Regions from separate parts of the Mus musculus genome. Here all the other regions are linked to region 1. Evidence: chromatin contacts called from public HiChIP or PLAC-seq and promoter capture Hi-C data. All regions are on one chromosome and are shown on one strand. Each heading gives the region's core, a stretch centred on a gene start, on an enhancer-like site or on the middle of the called end of the contact. The rest is flanking DNA. Distances are from core to core; before and after follow the strand shown. Region 1 holds the start of Xrra1 (X-ray radiation resistance associated 1). Region 2 overlaps Arrb1 (arrestin, beta 1). Region 3 holds the start of Tpbgl (trophoblast glycoprotein-like).

Region 1 (2,819 bases), core at 107-2,606:
CTGGGAAGGACAACCCTGGAAGGGGGCCAGAAGGTATGCTGGACTAAACCCCTCATTCTACAGAATAAGGAAGGCAATAAGGAGAACAGGCACATTTTAGGACACAGAGCTAGAGGCAAAACTAATGCCAGGCCCGTTTTTCAGGCAACTGTCTCTTGCAAGTTGCTGTGCAAGGGGCAAGATGGTCAATCCAGGAGCAGCGTTCCTCCCCTGACTCTTTCCTTTAAGCCCTTATGGACAAGGACGTGAAATTCTTTAGAAATTGTGTAGGCAGAGTGGAAAGCAGTCAGCTGGTACAGACAGAAAAGGCCACGCAGGGGAAGAGAAAGGCAGGGAACCCAAGAGGGACAAAGAATCTTAAGGCTTCCTATCAGACCAGCAAGGGAAGTCAACATACGAATATTTCATTATTTGACATATCATGAAAAAATTAAAAGAAACCAAAAAAAAAAAAAAAACCCTTAAAAACTTTAAAGGCCAAGGAACTCTTTGGGCTCTGTAGCAACACGCGAGGATGATGGTGGAAGGGTTTGGGGAATACTGACTTCGAGGAGATTCTTTCAATTTCTTTAGAAGTTCCATTTTCCACGTTGATGTTATGGGCATTTTCAAGAGTGGCCCTCCTAGCACAATAGAAACGTGATCATTATGGTGAAATATTGCCATAATTACGAGAAGCTGCGGTGGCGGTTAGGGACCAGCAGCACTTGCTTAAAGAGACGACTAAAGGGAAGGATTGTTTTCCAACGTGTAGAGAGGGCAAGTTACAAGTGTGCGTTCGTGTGCTACGGAGGAGCGCTCAAGGAGCCACAGAAAATAAGGGGGTGGGGATGGGAAGCTGGGCTCACCAGCTCCTGGGCATTCCCCGGGCTCTAGATTGTCCCCAGGACTAAGCTCCTCACCTTATCCAACAAACCACTGCGGCTGCTGCTTGTCCCGCAGCTGGGGCCGCCGCCAGCCCCACTACTGCCTCCGCCACCGCCGCTTCTCCCACCCTGCGACGCCGACGCTGCCATCTTGTCTCCCTCCGTGTCTCCCTCCCATACGACTTGTCCGAAGCCGATTGGCTGAAGCTGCTCATGTGATAGGCAGCGCAGAGCCCATCGGGATCCGTAGTCTGGTGTGCTGATGAGGGCTGAAAGAGGCCGCGGGGCTTGACGGGACTTGTAGTTAGAATCTGCCGTCGCCGGTTGCCGCCTCCGTTGCTAGCCACATCCTCGCGGTTACTAAGGAGTGGGTGGGGAAGGCTGTGGCAAGCGCCACCGTGGAGCGACTCCGAGATTCCCGTGAGGCTTGCAGGCGTGCACTCCGCCTGACAGGGACATCGCCTCCGCGGGCTCTTCGGAGGCGGAAACGACGCCGAAGGCAGGTGTGGCTGGAAACTTAATTTTGCTTGAATTATGAGTCTTTCCAGCCCCAGATGTTGTGTCCTAAGAAGGGAGGTAGAGCCTGCTCTTCACCCCTTTCTGTCCCTGAAGGTAGAATATCAGCTCGATTATTCTCTCCGAAGTAACCATAATCTCAGCTGTTAGTAATGTTTCCTGTAGAACTATCATTTATTGAGTGCCTACTGTGTGCTAGGCAGTGCCCTACATGCACTTACATCCACCCATTCTGTGTCTGTCTCAGGATAATGCTGTATAGACAAGAAAAGGAATTTTTCAGAAGCCAGAGAGCATAAGTCAGAACACACTTAAAACCAACTTTTTAGTTTTTTAAACTTAAAAGCATGTTTCCAGTTTGACAATGTGATTTTTATAAATATTGAGAGAAAAAAATATTGAGCACCAAAAAAACTTGACACTGAAACTAAGGCATATAAGGAAAATAGACCTGGGATATCTCATAGTAATATCACTTTATGCCATATTACATTGCATTATTTAGTTTTTATACCTACATATTTTCCATATGTGTACAGATGATCCGCCAGATACTGAATTCGCTAGACATTTTGTTTTGTTTTTCTGAGACAGGGTCTCACCATTAGGTCTAGCTGTCCTGAAACTCACTGTGTAGACAAATTGGCTTCAAACTCCCAGAGATCCACCTACCTCTGACTCCTTAGTGCTGGAACCAAAGGTGTATAATACCATGCCCAGCCTCTGAATCGCTTAGCATGTACTCAGTCCTGTTCTACACACTTAGAATATACCTCTGAATGAAAGAGACAAAATGTTCTTGGCAAGGCTATGTTCACATGATCACTAAAGAATAGCAGATTAGATTTCATCCTCGATTAAGCAATTCCTGGCCACTCCAGTTGTAAGGGTCCAAAAATCACTGAAAGAAGACCCCAGGCTCAGAGAGTATACAAAAACAAAGAGCATTTATTCTGCAGAAACACCAGCATGCAGGGGCCAACCATTCTTTGAAATGGTGACCCCAGATAAACGCATGCAGGCCTTCTTATAGAGAACTGAGGGAACTCTCTAGAAGGATTAGGTGATCTAAAATTTCATTGGTAGGTGCTGGGGGTGGGGGTGGGGGGGGTCATAGGTGATCAGAAGTCTACATTCCCATGTCATGAGCATTCAATCGTGTGATGAAATAGGGCTGACCAGTGCAAATGGCCCATTCTGAGATCAGATATTTTCCTATTTTTGTGGTTATCTCCAGGCTGTTCTTTGGGAGAGGGTTTTCTGATCTTGTTCTGGATTTTATGGTCTGTTCCTAGAGCTGGTGCCTTATGACCTACTTTCTGGGACTTATGGTCTATTCCTGAAGCTGGTGTCTTATGGCTTTTTGGAAATCAAGCCTGGTCCTCAAAATGGAGACAAATGGGTGGGAAGTCCTTAAATGGGGACACATGGGGTTTC
Region 2 (2,819 bases), core at 225-2,724, 260 kb before region 1:
CTCCGTCTGCCTTCAGAAGAGGTTCATGGTGAGGACCCAGGACAGAGCAGATCACTGAGTGTACCTTCCTGCCGAGGCAGGGCTGCTCTTGGACCTAGTCAGCTTATCTGATATCAGGTTGTGGCCAGAGCTTTTGTGGACTTCTCTATCCCAGAGCTTCTGTGTGTGGAGACTTGCATGAGAAGTGTGGGAACAACCTTGGGTTTATCAAACATAATTGCTTGTTAGGGCAAGAGGATCTCATCTCCGTTTCTGTTCCTCTCTCTTAGTTCCACACTTGCCGGAGAAGGGAGGCCACAGCTTGTGTTTGGTTTTGAGACAGCGTATCATGAGGTGTAGGCTAGCCATGAATTCACTACATAGCCGCGAATGACTTTGAATTCCTGATCCTATTGTTTCAAGTGCTGGGATTGCAGGCATGCCCCTGCCACTGCTGGCGCCATGCTTTATTGTACAGATTAGATCCCAGCCATTCTTAGTCCATCATGCCCAGTGTTTGTTGTTATTTCTTCTGGTGAGATGGTCCAGGCCCACTGCTCTGAACCTCCTACATTTCATAAGCAGTCAACTCAAGGAACCTCTTCCCAGGTTAGGACAGCCGTCTTGGGGCAGCCACATTGCCTGGCCAGCTCAGATCATAACTGCAAGCTCCCCTGACATCTAGCCCCTGCCAGAGCTAGCTGGATACTTTTGCACCTATAGAATTGATTAAAACCTTGAACAGTGTAAGGCAAGCATGTGCCCTCCAACTGGCTTCCATTAAAACCTCTGGAGCTGATACCAGACCCTTTAGCATTTGGACTAACCTCTCCTGTCCCCCATCCTTAACTGATACGAGCAAAAGGTCTCCCAATCTGGTTTCTCAGGCTTCCTACACGTCAGCATCCACATTCTTTCCGTTTATCCCACAGATCTACCTGCAGGGGAGCATCAGAGCCCTGGCTGCCTCTTTGTGTTTTGAGCTACGCCTGCATAAGGGCAATGATCAAGTTAGAGTCTAGCCAAACCATCCTTTGATGATAGCTTTGTTCTTTTATGCTGTATACTACTAAGATGGATCTCACCCTAGAATCCCTGTCTCTAGAAACCTTCTGGCCAGGGGAAATCTAGAAGACCGCATTGACGGTTCTGGCTACAGCTAGTCCACACAGTGCCTTGATGTGAGTTTGAATACAGTGTCCTTCCTAGGTGGATTCAAACCCTGGAAATGACACTGTAAGGGGCTGGAATTTGGTGTCATTTGTCCCTACTCCACAGTCTTATGCTGCCATACTGGGTGAGATACACAGGCTCACGTATTTCTTTGGCCTCTTCTTTTCTTGTCGTGCCCCACCCCCATCACATGACATAACCCAGTACTTCTCTGTAGGGCTCTTTTTTGTTCTGGAGTTTTCCTGGCCAGGCAGCACTTGGGAGTGAAACTGGAGGCGGAGGTTTCCAGGCACCATCCAGTGAGATTGGGTTTTCTTGTGCTGACAGATTGGGACTTGGGCCACCAAACAGCCCACATTGGGACTTTCCAGTAGACCAAAGGGCACATGTTAATGCCAATCTGGGCAAGAAGAGCATGCTTTGTAAAAGCTCATCAATTGAGGACGACTGGACTTGCCCAGTACCCCAGCCAAGAGAAGAATTTGTCTCCTAGAAACATAAGAATTGAGATGCTTGGCTGGACCCCATGGCCACTTCAGCTTCAAAGCGCAACTGGCATCCCCCTGGAGGGTAGCTGATTCCCATCTGATGCAGTGAAAGTCCTGAAAGTCCCCAAGGCCACCTCTCAGTCTCTCCTCACTGGAACAATAGCCTTTGTCTGCTTTATTTGAGGGCTTGCTGTGGGTTTGAAGTGAGATGTAGGCCAACTGGCTGCACAGGTGTGGCCCTGTTGCTGCAGGGAGGAGGCCCGAGGTCACACAGGAAGCTTGCTGTGGAATGAGCCCTCTGTTTACCAGTCTTTGTCCCTGTGTCCCAGGTTAGATATCAGCCATGATTATCATCGTGGCTTTGTGGCTTTGCTGATCACACTGGGGAAGAAGTGTAGGTGCTATTGTCCTAGGATGGGTCCCGTGGCAACCAGGACACGGAAGGCTTGGATGTTGTCAGTGACTGGGGGGCAGGGAGGAGCATTTGAGCCTCGACTCACCTCCCAGAAGCCCACAGAAGTGAGGAAAACTGGGCTCTGACCACAGGTCAGGGAGCTGAGCTCAGTACTGTGATCACCCAAGACATCCGAGGGCAAGAGGAAATAGCTGTTGCCTCTTCTAAGTATACGGTCCCATCTTGGGTCAGAAGAACCACCACAGCTCCTTGGAGACCTTTGGCAATGTCCAGCCCTCTTGCACTGAGAGCTGAGCCCTAGCTGACCCACTCACAGACGCTTCATGTCCTGGGGCAGCTCCTTCCCACCAATGGCTAAGGCCTGTATGTGTGGCTCCCAACCCTCAGTGAAGGGCTGGTCTCCAGCCTTTATCTCCCAGGACACAAACTTGTGTCTCTTCTGATATTTACTCTTTTTAAACTTAAGGACCAAATGAGACTTCTCTGATTTTTATCCGAACAGCCTGTCTTGGGCCTGGTCCAGGCAGCTCCATAACTTCTGCCCTCCCCGCTCCTGGCCTGAAGCAGCCTAGTGATGGGGGCAGATCCACATCTTGGCCACCCCAATCCATGCACACTAGCACCTCCCTCAATATCACCAACTTGTTACCCCTAAAGGGAGGTCAAAGTTGAAGCACAGGTCCCTGGGACCCACTGTCTGCAGACCAGGCACACCTCTCAGTGTTCCACACAGCCTGGCTGGGGGCTGCTGCCAGGGGAAACTG
Region 3 (2,819 bases), core at 206-2,705, 230 kb before region 1:
CCGCGGCGGTTTAGGTAGAGCACCATGAGGAAGATGAGGCCGATGAGTGCCAGCACCAGCCCGAAGAAGACGTAAGAGGCTTCCAACTCCGGGCCGGCGACGTCTATCCCTTCCCCGCTCTCGTGTGCATCGCCGTCGGAGCAACCTAGTCGCGCCTCGTCCAGGTCTATCAGAGGCCGGTCCAACAGTACGCGCGGGGAAGCGCAGCGCAGGCGGCGCGCGTCGGGTACGCGCTCGGTGGCGTTGTGCAGCCAGGCCAGCAGGGGGCGCGAGGTGCACCCACAGCTCAGTGGGTTGTCCGCCAGCAGCAGGCGCGGCTGGGGCAGGTCGCCATCGCGCTCAAGCGCGCTCAGCTCGTCCGGGCCCAGGCCGGCCAGCGCGTTGACACGCGCATCCAGCTGCTCCAGGCGGGGCAGGCGCAGCGCGGCGAGTGGCAGGCGGCTCAGCGCGTTGCCTACCAAGCCCAGCAGGCGAAGCTCGGCCAGGGGGGCCAGAGCGGCGTCCAGTGCATCCAGCATCCCGGGGCTGCCTCGAGCCAGCGCGTGATTGAGCTGTAGTGAGCGCAGCGCAGGCAGCCCGCGAAAGGCGCGGTAGCCCAGGGCGCGTAGCGGGTTGTGGCTTAGGTCGAGTGCCGCCAGGCTGGGCAACCCGTCGAAGGCACCGTCCTCTACTACCTCGATGTTGTTGTGTGTGAGGCGCAGCGCGGTAAGGAGCGGTAGGCGCACGCCGTCCGTCGCCCCCTCGCCCCCTCCCGCGAAGGCTGCGGCGCGCAGCACGGTCAGGTTGGCGCCCACGATGGTGAGGTTGCGCGCGTCGGGTGGCACGTCCCGGGGCGGCTGCCGGAGCTCCGCGCCCGACGCGCAGCGCAACATTAACCGGGGGCTGCCGAAGCAGTAACACTGGAAGGGACAGGGCGCGGCGGGCCGGCTCAGCGCCGCCGCCAAGAGCAGCAGCCCTGGCAGCGGGCTCCAGAGCCCCCGCTGTCCCGCGCGCGGGGCCATCGCGGCCGTCCCCGCATCCAGCCCCCGGCCCGCAGCGCTCACCAGTGAATTGGGAGCGTTTGGAGATGATGGGATGGGGGTGGCACGGGAAGGTGGCTGTGGGCTAGACCTTGACCCGGAGCAGCTGACAGTTCCGACCGGTCCGTCCTCCAGCTTGTAAAGTCCGAGGAGCCTTCACTTTGATGGCTGGGGGCTACAGGGGTCAGGCGGGGAGCGGAGCCCCCCGCCCTCGCTGCCCTCGTCGCCCTGCGCTCCGGCCTCCGACTTCCGCGGCTGTTCCGGGCTCCGAGCCGAGTGGGCAGGGTTTGCCTCCCCCTCCCCGCCTCCTGGCCGCCTCCTCCGCCCCCAGCGGAGTCTCCGCACCTCCTCGCAAGGGAGGCGGGGTGGGAGGCTCCGGAGATGCAGGCTTAGGGCCGCTGCGCTCTCTTGCTCCCCTGCTCTCTAGTTCACGAGCTGCTGAGAAGTTTGGCTCCCCAAGCTCTGACTTGCTTCTTTCCCCACCCCCTTCGTTTAGGCAGCTTCTTTCCTCCTCCCTCCGAAGCACACGTGGGGCGGGGCCCTCAGGGCTGACCTGGCAGGTGGATCTGTGCACCCAGAGAAGGTGGGAGAGTTTAGAGCTGTCCCTAGAAAAGGAGGCAGGGCTGAGGGGTGGGCTGACAAAGTTACTCTTCTTGTAGTCAAGGAAAGGAGCTGTGCTAAGGGAGCGAGCCTGGAAAATCCCTAGCCTTGGATGTCTCCTTTGCGAACCCAGTTCCCTTAGGCTGTGTCTAAAACTCTGCAGGTCCTGTGTGTCCAGTCTTTTATCGACCCTCTTCTATGTTCTAAAACACCCTCTGTCCCCACATCTCCCGCGCCCTAATTCAGGCTGCTCTGCCTCTGCCAAGACCACTCCCATTGGTTCCACCTTTCAGGCTGGGCCCCTCCTAGGCTCAGGGAGCGGTGGGTGGAGTGATTCAGCTCTTTGCTTGCCCACCCCGCCCCAGCACTGAGTACTGCCAGGATACTGTGCCCCTTCCCCTCCAAATTGCCCTACCAGTCAATATTGAGTGGTGTGCCGGTTGGGGAGAGGGCTCTAGGAGCAGGAAAATCAGGAACTGATTTTGTAGTGGAGGGTGGGGGTGTGGTAAAATCCAGGGCTGAGGTGGGGGCTGAGCTGTTAATAGGCTTGTTTTGTTTTGTTTTGTTTTTCTTTCTTTCTGGGTTTTACTTATTTACTTTTTTTTTCCTCCAGAATTGAGAAGCTCAAGACCTGATTTAAAGAGACAGACTCCAGAGGAGGGAGCATTCCTGGTCTTGGCATGAATTATTCAGGTTGGAGAAGCTGACATTTGATCTGCAGGCCATTCGAGTATCTTACTTGGCAGAGCTGGTTGGGATAGAGGCTCCCCTCCTCCCCATAAGCATCAGTCAGTCTCTTTCTCCTGAACTGAAGACTACTGGTTGGTTTCTTCCCTGAAGTTGCATTTAGAAGATCGACCAGCAAATTGAAACCACTTTCTGAGGCATATCCTGCATTCCCTGGGTCTCAGGCAAATACCAACACTAAGGACCAGGCTGGTGATCTTGCTGGACTCCCTCAGCTCATATTGACCTAGTCCTGTCTCCATGATAACCTCCAGATGCTAGCAGATGACAGTAGTAGCTTTTAGAGCTGGACATGTCTGTATACATGGCCACCTGAGTTTACACACGTGTGCCTCTACACAAAAAGGCAAACTTTACACAAACAGACTTACACATGCCCATGTGTGGTCTATCAAATTTATTCTTACTTGGATGTGCATGCATGTGCACGGGAGGCTTGCACACAGCAGTTCC

What was found. HiChIP or PLAC-seq counts read pairs in DNA pulled down with a chosen protein or histone mark. Capture Hi-C pulls out chosen DNA fragments and counts their contacts.
Region 2: a contact with region 1 is called in an H3K27ac HiChIP or PLAC-seq map of T-cell acute lymphoblastic leukemia, with 7 times the contacts expected there. The contact joins the enhancer-like site here to the promoter of Xrra1 in region 1. A contact is called at or near these places in 4 of 39 promoter capture datasets (the 3T3-L1 cell line, the C10 cell line, liver and 1 more), 6 of 15 datasets of contacts at CTCF or cohesin (CD8 T cells, the NIH/3T3 cell line, embryonic stem cells and 3 more), 114 of 484 Hi-C or Micro-C datasets (the 63-12 cell line, the AML12 cell line, the Ba/F3 cell line and 70 more), 30 of 115 datasets of contacts at active chromatin or transcription factors (the NIH/3T3 cell line, PVALB interneurons, SST interneurons and 21 more) and 4 of 9 other capture datasets (adipose tissue, embryonic tail, liver and 1 more).
Region 3: a contact with region 1 is called in a promoter capture Hi-C map of adipose tissue. The contact joins the promoter of Tpbgl here to the promoter of Xrra1 in region 1. A contact is called at or near these places in 8 of 39 promoter capture datasets (the C10 cell line, Sertoli cells, cranial neural crest and 5 more), 7 of 484 Hi-C or Micro-C datasets (bone marrow-derived macrophages, dorsal root ganglion neurons, embryonic stem cells and 2 more), 31 of 115 datasets of contacts at active chromatin or transcription factors (VIP interneurons, acute myeloid leukemia, astrocytes and 19 more) and 4 of 9 other capture datasets (adipose tissue, embryonic stem cells, liver and 1 more).

What each region holds. Positions count from the first base shown.
Region 1 is chr7:99,857,862-99,860,680 of GRCm38.p6, forward strand. Xrra1 (X-ray radiation resistance associated 1) reads left to right here and starts at 1,357. Exons shown (of 19, transcript NM_001164258.1): 1 at 1,357-1,369. Spcs2 (signal peptidase complex subunit 2 homolog (S. cerevisiae)) reads right to left here and starts at 1,022. Exons shown (of 5, transcript NM_025668.3): 1 at 903-1,022. The coding sequence starts at 1,016.
Region 2 is chr7:99,602,572-99,605,390 of GRCm38.p6, forward strand. Arrb1 (arrestin, beta 1) reads left to right here. Exons shown (of 16, transcript NM_177231.2): 16 at 1-2,819. Among named protein-coding and RNA genes, the nearest start is that of Tpbgl, 23 kb to the right of the region's middle. Within about 2 kb of position 1,475, at least 15 of the 459 cell types and tissues checked have an H3K27ac peak or open chromatin away from gene starts, as enhancers often do. A contact at or near this core is called in CD8 T cells, DN2 thymocytes, LSK cells and 3 more, where this site is marked.
Region 3 is chr7:99,625,648-99,628,466 of GRCm38.p6, forward strand. It overlaps Tpbgl (trophoblast glycoprotein-like), which reads right to left and starts at 1,456. Exons shown (of 1, transcript NM_001195529.1): 1 at 1-1,456. The coding sequence starts at 1,001.